Regions from separate parts of the Mus musculus genome. Here regions 2, 3 and 4 are each linked to region 1. Evidence: chromatin contacts called from public promoter capture Hi-C data. All regions are on one chromosome and are shown on one strand. The core of a region is the stretch at or near the end of the contact, and the rest is flanking DNA. Distances in the headings are between cores, read along the strand shown. Region 1 holds the start of Tmem126a (transmembrane protein 126A). Region 2 overlaps Tmem135 (transmembrane protein 135). Region 3 holds the start of Tmem135 (transmembrane protein 135). Region 4 has its middle 17 kb from the start of Tmem135.

Evidence for each region. Promoter capture Hi-C pulls out the DNA fragments that hold promoters and counts their contacts. Capture Hi-C pulls out chosen DNA fragments and counts their contacts.
Region 2: a promoter capture Hi-C map of pre-B cells shows a contact between it and region 1, with 4 times the contacts expected there. The contact joins the enhancer-like site here to the promoter of Tmem126a in region 1. A contact is called at or near these places in 4 of 39 promoter capture datasets (HPC-7-derived erythroid cells, hippocampal neurons, liver and 1 more) and 2 of 115 datasets of contacts at active chromatin or transcription factors (acute myeloid leukemia and large pre-B cells).
Region 3: a promoter capture Hi-C map of pancreatic islet shows a contact between it and region 1. The contact joins the promoter of Tmem135 here to the promoter of Tmem126a in region 1. A contact is called at or near these places in 2 of 39 promoter capture datasets (liver and pre-B cells), 2 of 484 Hi-C or Micro-C datasets (B cells and uterus), 3 of 115 datasets of contacts at active chromatin or transcription factors (embryonic stem cells and microglia) and 2 of 9 other capture datasets (liver and pancreatic islet).
Region 4: a contact with region 1 is called in a promoter capture Hi-C map of 3T3-L1-derived adipocytes, with 2.6 times the contacts expected there. The contact joins the enhancer-like site here to the promoter of Tmem126a in region 1. A contact is called at or near these places in 4 of 39 promoter capture datasets (the 3T3-L1 cell line, 3T3-L1-derived adipocytes, liver and 1 more) and 1 of 9 other capture datasets (adipose tissue).

What each region holds. Positions count from the first base shown.
Region 1 is chr7:90,455,412-90,458,915 of GRCm38.p6, forward strand. Tmem126a (transmembrane protein 126A) reads right to left here and starts at 1,792. Exons shown (of 5, transcript NM_025460.3): 1 at 1,661-1,792; 2 at 13-108. The coding sequence starts at 101.
Region 2 is chr7:89,214,791-89,218,294 of GRCm38.p6, forward strand. The region is part of intron 5 of Tmem135 (transmembrane protein 135); the gene reads right to left. Among named protein-coding and RNA genes, the nearest start is that of Tmem135, 120 kb to the right of the region's middle. Within about 2 kb of position 1,786, at least 72 of the 459 cell types and tissues checked have an H3K27ac peak or open chromatin away from gene starts, as enhancers often do. A contact at or near this core is called in acute myeloid leukemia, liver and pre-B cells, where this site is marked.
Region 3 is chr7:89,336,848-89,340,351 of GRCm38.p6, forward strand. It overlaps Tmem135 (transmembrane protein 135), which reads right to left and starts at 1,940. Exons shown (of 15, transcript NM_028343.5): 1 at 1,601-1,940. The coding sequence starts at 1,741.
Region 4 is chr7:89,354,288-89,357,791 of GRCm38.p6, forward strand. It overlaps a transcript of Tmem135 not described here. Among named protein-coding and RNA genes, the nearest start is that of Tmem135, 17 kb to the left of the region's middle. Within about 2 kb of position 1,759, at least 26 of the 459 cell types and tissues checked have an H3K27ac peak or open chromatin away from gene starts, as enhancers often do. A contact at or near this core is called in 3T3-L1-derived adipocytes and adipose tissue, where this site is marked.

The DNA of each region.
Region 1 (3,504 bases), core at 542-3,041:
ATGGAATCTTACCTGTCTGATTCTGGAAGTTGTTTAATTTTTCTGGATATGATATTAAGTATTAAATCATCTTTGCTAGTACTTGGTTTATGACTTTCCATCTTGGACCTAAAAAAAAATATAACAATCCCAATTTAAAAAGTATATCTAGAAAAAGTCTTTTGAGATGCATAATTATGTAAGAGATGTAGATTAACTTAATGTATATATAGCATATAAGATTTCCCTCTCCCAATACAGCATACCAGAAACCTGAACAAGAAAAGCAGCGCATAAGTTTCTAAGACACTCCACAATCTTGATTTTCTAAGCAATTACTACATACATGAAACATTAAAAAAATGACTTAATTCAGACATGGTGACATGACTGTAGTTGAAACAGTTGGGGGGTGGGCTCAGGGCTGTCCTTGATAATACTGGAATTTGAGGCCAGCAGAGCTACATGAAAATTTATTACAGGAAAACAAAAATCCAAAGAATTTGTGCTAGACAAGTGGGGTGGAGGGGTGATGCAACAGACAGAGCCTCACATCATGAGAGAAAGCCAACATCCAGTAAACAACAAAAACATGAGGTGGAAGCTAAGATAACAGGGATGTCATTAGGTACACAGGTAATTAGTTTCACTTGGAAGCATTCAGGAAAGCTGTGACATCTGCTGGTGGAACTATAAGTTGTATTTCAAGTGTAATAGCCACTTTGTAAAGATGATTAGGTGTCAAGGGTTAGAAAGGGCTCAGTAGTTTTGAGAGAACACTATTGCAAAGAACAAGGGTTCCAGGGGACTGGAATCCTCTTCACCCTTCATAGGCATTGCAGGCATGTGGACACATGATGAAAGATTCGAGCCCTAGCACCCACGTCAAAGCTCACACACAGCTGTAACTTCAGGCCTAGGGTGATCTAATGCCCTTTTCTGGCCTGAGCAGGCATGGTACACATAGGATGAATATCAGTGTAGAATGGTGGATTCGTTTTTACTAGATTGGGCTCTTTAAAAACATACTTCCTGGTGACAGGAAAAAAGTCTGCAACCTGTGGTGATACCTCTACTATTGGGAAGCTGAGGCCGGAGGGTTGTGAGTTCCTGGATGTACTCCAAGACCCTATTTCAAAAGATAAAACAGTAGTAGCAATAAACCAAAACTCAGAAATAACCTGATAATAAATCAGCCTGTCTTGGGTCACCATTCGTATTAGTTAGCTGTGACAGCACTGGAACAATGTCTTACCAAATCTTGGGTACCTGTTGTATATATACAATGATTTGGAAAATGCTGCATGTGCAAAATTCCATAAATCTTGACTTAAAAATTAACCTCGAAAGTAAAATACAGATTTAGCGGTTTAGATCAGGATCCCAGGATTCAAGTCCTGTTTCTTCTTCCTGGTATTATTTCTCAGTTAATAAATCCCCATCAAAGACAAAGACACCTTGAAATACTACAAAGATCTCTGAAAGTTTCTGCATAAAAACCAAGCATCGGAAAATTAAACGTAGCAATTTGTAAATTGGCAGTGATTCTTCAACTCAATCAATTCAGCCAGGTCTTCCCCCTCACGGGTGGAAAGTGAAGACCGGGTCAGCACACACAGCGTTCCCCACCCTCGTGGCCACCCCGCGCCTCTCCCAGCGCGACATTGGCACAGCTACTCACCATTCGGCAGAATGAAGGCAGCTAATGGCAGCCTCCCCAGCCGCCGGTGCTTGCCCGGGTCCTCCCGCGCCGAGTCTACCGCAACCTTCGCTAGGGTCGTCTGAGCTCCATCTTTGGCTCACACGTGACTCTGTCTCCGCCTCTGTTTCCTGTCCACGGGCTTCCGGTCCAGGAGACGCTAAACTGTGGACTAGCGGTGAGGACTGGCGAGTCCGCTATAGCCCATCCCGGGTACAGCCTGCAGAAACAGCGGTGTGGCGGTGGCTGGGCTCGACACCACCCCGCCTGGGCACGCAGCCCGACTTCCGAGTCCCCGATCCTGGCGTAGGTTGCATGGCAGCCGCTAGGCTACGGGCTGATGAAGGCAACGTTGGCAGTGAAGTTAGCCTGAGATTGACTTTTTGCTCCATCTCGCTCTTGGATCTTTGTGCCATGTTATGCTGTGGGTGACTTCCAGCAGAACGTGAGCAATTCCAGAGCGAGTGCTTTTTTTTTGTTTTGTTTTGTTTTCCTCAGCATTCCCCATGTCCTCTAGAACACTGCTTCTGTGAAACAGGGTTAACGGAATGTAGTGAAAAACTAACGGTTCAAAAGTAAGGGAGCCGCACGTGATAACGTACGCCTTAATCCCAGAATTCAGTAGCCTGAGGCAGGGGGATTTCTGTGAATTCCAGGCCAGTCTGGTCTGCGTACAGTGTGAATTCCAAACAAAACAGCCAGGGGGAGGCTTAGGGTATAAGTCAGCACCACTGGGAACCAATGTTGTGAGTTTCCGTCTCAGTTTTCATCTGCATCTGTAAAACAGGAAAGGACAAAATTCTTTACCTGGTTATTTTGTAAAATTGTGAGTAGACTATAAAGACGCTTACCAAACTGAGAGGCCTGGAATTTATCAGAAGACTAATGAGTAAGATCCCTGTCCCGAAAGATTCCTGTCCCGAGAGGCATCAAGTCAATTCTAGTTTTTTTGTTTTTGTTTTTATTTATTTATTTATTTATTTATTTATCTATCTATTTATTTATTTCTAAATAAGACTGTACTCCAATTCCTGTGGAACCAAACCCCGGTCCTCTGCAGGAGCAGCAATTACTCTTAACCAATGAGCGGGGTGTTTGTTTGTTTTTCCCCAGTCCTTTTTACACTTTCCTTGTCCGGTGCTGGCATTAGGGTAGCGCTGACTTATTAGTGTCATTTAGCAACTGTTCACTTTTGGGAGCGTTTGTATCATTTTGATGTCATTTGCTGAATGTTTGGTAGAATCATCACGGGAGACTTCTAAGCCCAGAGTTTTCCTGATTGATAGAATTGTAATATAAATTCAGCATCTATAATAGATATTTCACTGTTCTATGCGTAGATACCTTTTAGATTGAACATCAAAACTTTTCTCAGAACAATTGAAATGTCCATTTGGTCCAAAATTTCAAGCTTATTGGATTAAACTGTTGATAAATATTTCCTTATGTTTTTAATATCTGTGTATCCTGCAGTGACCTCATATGTCTTCTCTTGATAGTGTTTTATTGAATCTTTGAAGCCTGATCAGTCTAGCTAGTGTGATCTTAAAAATTTTTTGTCTGTTTCACTGTTTTTTGGGGGTTTTTTGATGTTGGATTTTATGTTTTCAACTTGAATTTTTCTTCTCTGCTGCTTATTCCTATGTGTTTTCTGCCCCCCCCCCCCCAGTTTTCTAAGGATGTGCATGAATGGGGTCACTGGTGTGAGACCATTTTACTCTTCAGTTTGTGTGTTTATTGTCAGAAATTCCCTTCTAAGGACCTCTTTGTTCCCACAGATTTTGAAATTTAATTTAAAATTAAAAAAAATATTTCCATTTAGTTCA
Region 2 (3,504 bases), core at 536-3,035, 1.2 Mb before region 1:
GGGGGAGGGGATGGGGAGCTTCAGGGGGGAAACAAGGAAAGGGGATTTGAAATATAAATAAAGAAAATACCTAATAAAAAAGTAAAAAAAAAAAAAAAAAAGTAAAATTCCACAGCATAAAAAAGAAGAAAGGAGGCCCCCTCCCGCCAGTACTAAGCCTGGCGTAAATTGACATCACTTTCTAAGGCAGAAGGCTGCAAGGCATGCTATAACCAAACATGCGCGCTGGGGCTTTACAGTTCTTTAACTTCCTCACCATGGGCCAGGAGTAGATCAACTATTGTGCATGTGGTTGGTTTGTTTGTTTTTTTTAATGTGTTTGTTAAATGATAGTGTAAATTCAGTTTGTTCAAAATCTGTAATATTAACCCATTATTTAAGGTAATAATTTGTAGAAATTTCATCACTGTTTAATCTCCTTAAAATTATAAACATTTTACTGAAAAATGCCTAAACATTTTTCCAAAAAAAAAATGCCACAATTATTCATATAACATGATTTTATCCTCCAACCAAAACCACAAAGAGAAATTTGGAGATTATTTTAATAATAATTCTCACCAATAGAATAGTTTCATACTATTCAAGTCTATAAGAGCCATAAGATACCTTGTGCAGATAATGAAAGCTGCTTGAAAACATTTCAATACTAACAGGCAAATTTCCTACAGCTTTGAAATGTCTTCCAATCTTACTCAATTTCAACACTAACGAACATTAGCTTTGAAGGGTGCACTCCATGCTACTAGAGGCTGTCAGTAACAGACACAGAAAAATAAGGATTTCTGTGCAAGCAGGGAAATGATTTCAAATGTATCATTCTGACAGACTGCACTCAAATGACAAGACAAACAGGAAGGAGAAGAGGAAAAGAAAAAACGGACATTTGGCCAGAAAGCTAAGCCATATAAATTTCAGGGTTGTATTGCATTTGTGATCATGTTTCTGTTTATATTTACAGAAAGCTGAAGCAAGAGCATTATTTGAACCCAGCATTTTGAGACTACACTAGACAATATAATAAGAATCCCATTCTCTTAGGGTTACTATTGCTGTGATGAAACACCATAACCACTTCAGCTTCCACATCGCAGTTCATCAACAAAGGAAGTCGATACAGGACCTGAAGCAGGGCAGGACCTTCGAGGCAGAAGCAGATGCACGGGCCTTAGGGCGTGGGGTGCTGCTTAGCGGCTTGCTACCATAGCTTGCTCAGCTGGCTTTCTTATAAAACCTAGGACCATCTGCTCAGAGGTGGTCTCACTCACCCAATGCCCTAAAATTCTGCATATAGTCCAAACGAGGCATTTTCTCAACTGAGGCTCCCTCCTCTCCAGGGACCCTAGCTTGTGTTGAGATGACATAAACTAGCCAGTGCAGCCATGCTTAAAAATAAAAAGAATTATAAAAACACTAAGAAAGAGAATTCCAGGAGCCAATAGTTACCAGCACAGTGGACACTGCTGAACACCCCTCTTCTGTAACAGGATGAATCTGGGGCATGTGAAGAGTAGTAGTATAGCTGAGTCAGATGGTAATCTATTTTTAACTTTTTGAAACCTCTCTACTCTGACTTCCACAGTGGCTACATCAGTTGGCAATTCCACCAAACAGCGAATGACAGCCCTTTCCCTCTATCTTCACCAACATTTACTGTCAGATCTTTTTTTAATTTATCTTAGCCATTCTGATGGCATGTGGGATTTACAACTTATGTACATAACGATAATACTCAAAGAATGAAAGGCCATGAATTTGAGAAGGAACTGTGTTGGAAGGAGGAAGTTTGGAACACAATAATGTAAATATAGAACTCATGATATTCTCAAAAAATAAAGAATAACTTTAAATAATAGTGGCAATGACCTCAACTATTACACTGGGAAGAAGTATAGAAGTATTTGGTGCTAAAGGAAATGTGAAGTGAAATTTTGCAGCACACTCTGTAGTTAACTTTACTAAGACACTTCAGGCTTCAGCAAGCAGGGGCAGTATCTGGAGTAACGGCCACAGATGTCAGCTGCCTTCTGGCAGAACTAGGTTTATTTTAAGAATATGTGTAAGAAAGGGCAGTTTTCCCAGGCAGTTGCTCAATTTTTTTTATTTTTATTTATTTATTTTTTTTTTGCCTGAAGAAGAAAAATGTTTCCTTAAATGTGAGGAAGTTCCTTTTTTCATTCAGCAATATCTAAGCAAAAATCAATTTAACAACTCTTTTTAAATCACACAAAAAACCTCCATAAGATAACCAATTCAAAGTATTTTATAAAATTTTTAAAGGCAAATGAATGATGTTTGCATTAGCCTTCCTATCCTATGAGCTAGTAAAAGCAGGAAAAACTTGAAGTCAGACATGAAGGCACACACGAATAACCCCAGCACTCTGGAAGTAGAGGTTGGACAACCAGAGTGAAGGGCCAGCCTCAGCTACACAGAAGATTGAAGGTCAATGTGATGTACATAAAACCCTGTCTCAAAACAAACAAACATTCACATGCACACATACACACACACACACACACACACACACACACACACACACACACACGGAAGGGGGACTCTAATCCAGGAAAACTATAAAGAAAAATTTTCTTGCACATTTCTAATAGTTCCTCAATGTTTCTTCAGTCTGGTCTTTCTACCACAGCCCAATTTGACTCTACAATAAACTGAAGCATGAGCTATGTTCCAGCCACTGTGGTTTATCACCCCATCTTAATAACAAAGTATAATATTTCACTAAGAAATGACAAACAATGAAATTCTAAAACCAAATGTTTATTTAAGCTTTATGCATGAGGCTGACACAACAAAGGCGTTGGAGCATTTCTGGTGTAAGTGTAGGAACCGGAAGGAGTTCAGATACCCAGAAGGTAATGTGCAGCAGGTGGGTATGGCGGCCCTGGTGGAATTCTAGCCTCCTGAGCAGACACAGGAGATCCCCAGAGCAAGCTGGCCAGGGGGACTAGCAGAATCACAGAGCTCTGGTTGACTCGTTCAGACAAATCTGTGGATGTTTTAACATTGTAAGAAAAAAAGAGGCCTTCTACAACAGTCAACAAAGAATTAAGAGCTTTCTGCTAAACAGCTATGAGGGGAAGTTGGAAGACAAATTCAACTCCAATCAAGCCTTGATTGCAGCCTTTGCCAATAATTTGGTCTGCAACCTCATTAGAGATCCTAAGTCTCCTTAATGCAAATGTTATCATGCGTACTCAAAAAGATGGCTATCATTTTTTACATGGCAAGCATTAAAAATACCAAATCATCAAACACACACCCAAAAAAAGAATATGAGAGTTTACTTGACTCTTATTAAAGCCTGCTTTCACTTTTCACTTCTTGGGAGCACCTTTATAGACAGAGCCAAGGATACACCGGGATTTCACAGTGACAGAATTCACAAAGATGGAGCTCATGTTTATCAGGGAGTCAGTAGCTTTGAAGTGTAGAGATATCTCCAACCATGAAAGAATTTAAGGAGTGAATCAACTTTGGTCCTAT
Region 3 (3,504 bases), core at 690-3,189, 1.1 Mb before region 1:
GAATGAATGAACGAATGATGCTATAGATTTCAGGAGAAATTAAATTATAAACACTTCAACTAGTTCCTAATCCTTGAGGTTAAGAGTAATTTTTGAACAAATTACCTGGAATAGTTCTGCTTGCCTTTGTTTTGTGAGGGGTAGGAGATGGAGGAACAAGACAAGGATTCAGAACACAGGACCTTGAACATGCCACTAAGTTAAGTCCCCAGACTAGAAGAGTCTTCTTGTACGGCTGTTTAAGAGTCCAATGTATTTATAAGTGTTTACAGAAATCTGGGGCAGAGTTCAACAGCAGGACTCTTATCTTGAAAGTACAAGACAACAGGTTAGAATCCCAGCAACACCAAAATAATAATAACATAGTAACAAATATAAAACAATGGCTGGCCAGCATTCATATAGAAAAGCCAGTAACAACAGTCTTTAGGGAATGTATGTATATAGATACAGATAAACGTCTATATTGGTCAATGCTCTAGATCTTCACTTAACAAGGCTGGTATTCCCCAGTGTCTACACTACGTTAGATTTTATCAGAAATGTACTCTCTAGCCCCCACCAAGACCTACTGAATCAGAAATCCCATTCTAACATGATCCCTGGGGTTTCCTTAAAATACATTAAAGTGGGGAAGCACCAGTTTACATCATGAAAAGGGAACTTGGCTTCTGCAACCTCTCAGGGAGTCACTGTCTTTTCCTGTGTTCTGTCTATAATTACAAATTAGACTTCTCCATTAAGTTACAAACATAATCATACTGTCAAAGATGTCATCAGCCCAAATTACTACCTCAATGAGAAATAAGAATGGATCACTCATTGAGTATTGAACGAACTTTTAGGAAACATACAAAACATACAAAAATGATGTCTACCTTCTCAGCATACAGACAAATGGGAAAATGACAATGAACTTCAGTAGCCAAATAGCACATCTTCAGTGCCAGGATGTGGGAATTTTCTCCCACACAGTGGCACTCACTAGGAGAAGATATCTTTATCAGTTCTCGATGTTACTGGTAGGTTTCCAGATACTCTCTCTAAGCTTCCCTACTTGTAAATCTGTATAAGAAAATGACCTCAGCAACACGCCACTAAAACACCTTCAACGAAATCACCGCACAAAATCTCAAACCAGGAATCTACTCTGGGAACTTACGAAAGAACAAACCGTCAAGTGGCATCTCTGTCATCTCAAACAAGGACAAAATCTGTGACTAAGCAGGCTTGGGGTGGGGGTGGGGGGGTGTACAGAACACCCTTTTTCATATGAAAATGGGGCCGGAGAGTGGTAAAGTGGGCTGAGGGGACACTGTGTGCATGCATTGACTAAATATATACACAGCTCCAACATCTCTCCATCACAGAGTCTCTGAATCCAGGTTCTCAGAGCGATCAAGTGTAAGGCACTTGACCCTACCTGTCCAGAGCACATCCCCATCCTAGCAACAGGTGTCCAGTGACAGTTCACCATCGGGGTCCCCTCCCCCTCCTTCCGCCTAGGACTCCCCCCAGGCCTCTCACCACCCCTAAAGCTGACCTAGAAGCAACGAGCCCCGGGAGGCCCTGCACCTGCACCAGCGCCAGCCCTGCTCACCAGGTACAGGGGTGCGTAGATCCTGAGGGACTCCTCCAGGGCGCCCCAAGTGATCTGCAGGAAGGAGACCCTGCAGGAGGGGTGCCAAGTGTGGCCGATCTCGTAGCAGTTATGAGGGATGGACTTGCTGAGGGCCGCCATGACGAGTGGCGGTGGCAGCTGCGCGTGGTCAGGGGAACGCAGGGTTCGGCAGGGGCGGCAGACACGCAAGGGCGAGGCGGGCGCCGCGCGGGCCTCGGCGTGCGGGGTGCGAAAAGGTCACGGGAGCAGGTTACTCAAGGCCGGAGTCCTCGGATGTTGGCCGTCCGCGTATGGCAGCGCGAGGGGGCGGGGCGCGCACGACGGAGGCGGGGAGGGGAGGCGCATGCGCGCTCCCGCGGATGGGCGGGCTCCGGACGGGCAAAGGAAGCGAGCACCTTCACCCTCCGAATAGGAGCACGACTCAGAGAAGCACAACCGGGAGCGTGATGGTGGATCCCGCCTGGGTCGGGCTATATAGCTCAGCCCTTGTCCTGTCAAAGCCTGGCCAAAAAGAGCAGAGGGTAGTGGAACAAAAGGATTCTGTGTCTTTGCTGGGAGATGGAGGCACTTGCACCACTGTTGTCCCTCGTCCCATTGGTTCACCTAAGACTATCTGCGGTTGCAACACAACCTTCAACATTCTTGCTACTTGCTCAACCTCCTAAGCTCTATTGTGCCTGTGAAGTCTTGAAAATACTAATTTAGATGTGTTTAAATGCATGCTATATGGAAAGAGACAGTAGAGAGACCTGCCAGCCCCTAATGGAGTCCTAGCAACAGAATCCTTCACAAGTGCTTATCACCCAAGCAACATACAGAGCAGAGGCAGCTGCAGTGCAATAGAACTCCTGCCTGGCTAGAGAGCTTAATCTAAAACTGATTGCCATGACAATCCACCTGCCATATAGCCCTTGTGTATAATAACCTGCTTTCTTTGGACTTGTAAATTCTGTACTTTTTAAAGCAGAAAGGCTTTACCTTTAGATCATTCTCTCATATTTATTCAGTTCCTTCTACAATATTTACTAAACTAATATGATTTTCCAGCCCCTGTTTGAAACCCTGGACAGACAGATGTGGAAAAGCTGTGTTTCTGCTGCCAAGAAACTAATGTTCTAGAAGTGAGAAAAGTAACAGATAAGACAGGTGTAAACTATCTGCAAGATGCCTAGCTGTATACATTTTATGTATGTTAAATACCCTGCTAGCTATCACCTGTTTGCTGTGCTGCTTATAAAATGACCACTTCACTAACATGACATCCACACACTAGCCAAAAGGGCCAGAGAAAGGAGAGGGAAGAAAAACTTCTCAGGCTGTGCCTGGCAGCACACATCTGTAATCCTAGCACTTGGAAGGCTAAACAGACAGGTCTGGAGTTCAAGGCCAGGCTGAGCTATGCATTGAATTTGAGACCAGCCTAGGACTCTATCAAAAGACCTTAGCTTTTTCAAAAAGTAAAAAAAAAAAAAAAAAAAAAAAAAAAAAAAAAAAAAAAAAAAAGATAGAAACTTTTAGGTAAGCCTATGCAAATCTGTCAGCTAACATTTCAGCTTGGGCAAATGGCAGCTAAAGGCTGATAGTTATATCACTGCACAAAATGGCAAAACAGATACTAGAGACACTAATAGCATCAGCCATAGTCGCCTCTGGCTACTCAAACATCTGGACACATCATTCTTCCCCACAGATGAATGTACTTCCCATGAGAGACAACTGAAAGTGCCCAATGGTATGACATCCCTTTTGAAGTTCAAGATCTCCCTGAAGATCTGCTGTCCATTTTGTCACCCCACTCAACATGCCCAATATAGAATCAAAAATGGGAACAAAATAATCACTGTGTTTAAAAAGCTCTCCAGCTCAGAAAGGACATGGATCAG
Region 4 (3,504 bases), core at 509-3,008, 1.1 Mb before region 1:
TACTACTGGATATGCACAGTGTGTGTGACCCTACTCTTAACTGTTGGGAAGCGGGCAGGGGCCAGCAAGAGACCTTTTTTGGAGGCAGAGAGAAGGCAACGAGTTGTGACAGCATAATGCCTTGTCTGGGTCTCTCCTGGTGAGTCTTCTGCTGGTGATTCTGATTGCAGCTCTATCTGGGGCTCAATAGATTCAAAACTCTTTCATTGGGAAAGGCTGGAGAAATGAACATTTTAATTGAAGACCTTATAAATACTATGGCATTAGAAGTGCATTGTAAATGCTTCAGGAACAAAGCAGAAATTGAACCTTGCAAGTTGTGGGAAACTAATGGCTAAGAATTACGGAATGAATATGAGTTCTATTAGGGAAAGACAGGGGGGACATGTAGCAGAAGGAACTTCCTGTTTAAGGTAAACAAGGTGTAAAGGCTGGGGTCTTTATCAAACATGAAACTCTGCCACAACCATTTTTGTTGAGGGATGACACTGCAGGCCAATCAGCCTGGTGTTATATATTAGTCCAGTAAAATTAGTCAGGAAGGACTAGGGAGGTAGCTCAGTAGTGGAAAAGCTGACCAGCATACACAAGGCCATATGTTCAATTCCCAGCAACACACACAGAGAGGGGGTGGGGGGGGAAGGGGGAGAGGGAGAGGGAGAGGGAGAGGGAGAGGGAGAGGGAGAGGGAGAGGGAGAGGGAGAGGGAGAGGGAGAGAGAACTAAGCCAGAAAGCTCACTGAGAGCAATATCAAGTAAATGAAGTTATAATACTCTGTCAGTCAGCCAATTCATTGATCAGAAGAAAATCAGTGCACATTAAAACTAAAAATTCAAGTAGTATAGGAACTGCACGTAGAGGTTAACTTCTCCTTATTTCTATTATCACTCAGAAGTGGAGCCTCACTTTTAAGCTTAGTGTCAGTTGTTCCTTAGTGTATTTACACTTCCCCCACATAGAACTTAGGAAATCACTTCAGATTTGCTAATTTTTTAATTTGACTTTTTTTGGCTAGCTTTTTATGTTAATGTATAGAATTGCATAGTCTATTCTTTTTAAATGCTTTTTGTTTTAATCATATTTTATCCCTCACACTACATAAAAGGAAAAAATTAGAGAACTCTATGTAATTCAGAGGCCTGCCTTTACCTCTATCTCCCATTTCCCATAGGTAATCGTTGTTGTCTGTTAAAATATGTTCGACTACTTTTTCTCTATCGTTTTTCTCTCTCTTTCCCTCCCCAGGCACGTTCCCCACAGTTTTGGATTTTCTGCTTTCATAAATGAAATGATGAACAATGCTAACTTTCAGTCCTTATCAAATTTCAAAGCCCAAAGAACACGCAGAAGGACTGCACTCTGCTGATCACACTAAAGCCCTTTTCCCTCAAGGCCGTCTGCTCCTATCTTGCTTGCACTGCTTGTATTGTAGCCACTGAAAACATATCATAATAACTGGGAATGGAGCCACTCAAAAGAACAAGGTGTGTTAGTAAGCTCTCAGGCCCTTGGCTCTCTCTTCAAGCTTTAGCGTTATAAAATCAATCCAAGAAGAAACAAATATAGAAAGGGGTTTGAGGGAGAAATATGGACATTTGGGAGCCCTTGGGCCCCTAAACCATTGGTTTTAGATGTGGTCCACTCCAGGACTTGGGCTGCTTTCCCTCTTGCAGTCAGGAAGACAGAGCTTGAAGCATGTAAAATCTTGGATAAAATGCAACAAGGAAGGTCGGTGATTGGAAGAGAAATGTGCAAGAGCCAAGTGGGAATTAACTCAAAGGCATTATGAAAGTTAGCTTTAGTGCGTCAGAACTGCAGACTCTGTCCTGTATTTCTCAAAAAGTACCCTATAGGAACTTTGTAAAGCCCCAGAGTCCTTAAATAACGTTACTTAAGGCAATTTCATATGTCTAGTTATACAGATTATTTGCGAATTTTTGAACAAGAAATGATCTCCAAATACCCTTGTGTTCACTGATATCCTAAGGTAAAGGAATGCCCTGGAAGGCTTCCCATTTTCCAAATGTAATATTTTCCAAAATAAACGTCAGAGTAACTGCATGGCTGATAGCATGTGAACATTTTAATTCACACAATAATATTCTGGGGTTTATGGAAGCTTGGCCTTTGTCCAGGAAGTTTGGAACTCCAAAAACTGGCTGTTTCTTCTCTGTAGGGGGAAGAAGGAACACGTGACCCAGAATTGGTAAATTGGAGAGGAGGTCACCAACTACGCAGAGTTAGAGAAAGCAAAGCGAAGTGTGAGCTGCAGTGGGAAGGCAGCCAGCTGTATGGAAGGGTAGGACTGGTTACCATTACAGGCTTCCAAATTAGGGCCTCAGAGAGACAAGAGGGGAGAACTTAACTACCCTTTGCTTCTCTCTCTCTCTCTCTCTCTCTCTCTCTCTCTCCTGGGGGGTGGGGCTAGCATAATGACATCCAGATGTAACCCTGGGATGCCAGGGATCCCCACTTCAGTTTTACTACAAGTCCAGCATATGTAGCTGTCATGTTTGCCTCTTTCAAGGGAGCCTACCCAAATGGGCTTGATTGCCACCACCAGATGACATCACATTCTGGGGATGATCTGTACTTTTGTCTGTTCTGTCATAGTCTGTGAGATTCTTGAGACTAAGACATAAAATGCACACAATTTTTAATGTAAAATGTTGATTGACTGCATCTCTCTGGGTAGAAATGATCCCTGCCTTCTAGGAGTTCCCTTGATACATTCCACGTACGTCATTCTGGACTCTTCTTCACATTCTATATTGGACTATCATTTCCGCACGTGTTACCACCTCTATTAGACTCGTAATTCTTTGGTAAGAGAGATGAGATAATGAATGTAAATTATTGGTACCATGACTGATGAACAAATGATGGCTATTATTATTTTTATAATGAGGTTCCTAGACAATCAAAAAGCTTTTCATATATATGAACATGAAAAACTTAGGAAAATCACACTGAAATAGAATATCTTTACTTTGTAAGTCACTTCAGTAAACTATGCAACTACAAGAAACCCACTGGCTTGAAATAAGGGAATAATGGGAGAGATCTAGTCTTATATTTGTCTCTTCTTTCCCATTCCCCGTAGATATAAAGCTGAGATAGGGTTAAGGATGTGAGTCAATGGTGAGCGATATTATCCAAGGGGCACTATGCATGATGGACATATTATAAAGGGTGTACTATGGATGATGCCACAGCACTTGTCCAAAGTGGCAGCTCAGAGAAAAGGAAAATAGGCTCTGGCCTGTTTGAGGTTCTTGGTTACATCACCTCAAATGGATTGGGAACAAGGGCTTCTAAGAAGCTCTTGTTATAAAGGAAGGACCATCTGCATAGGGCTGGGCCAGCAAAGGTTTCCGAAGAAGGCTGCATGCTAGTGGGAAATAATGGAGGATGCTGAGTGCAGACAAAGGCCTCTGAGGAGCTGAACCTTACAAGTAAAGTCCCTGTAGACAGCATTGGATCTGAGTAGCATCTTCTCAAAAT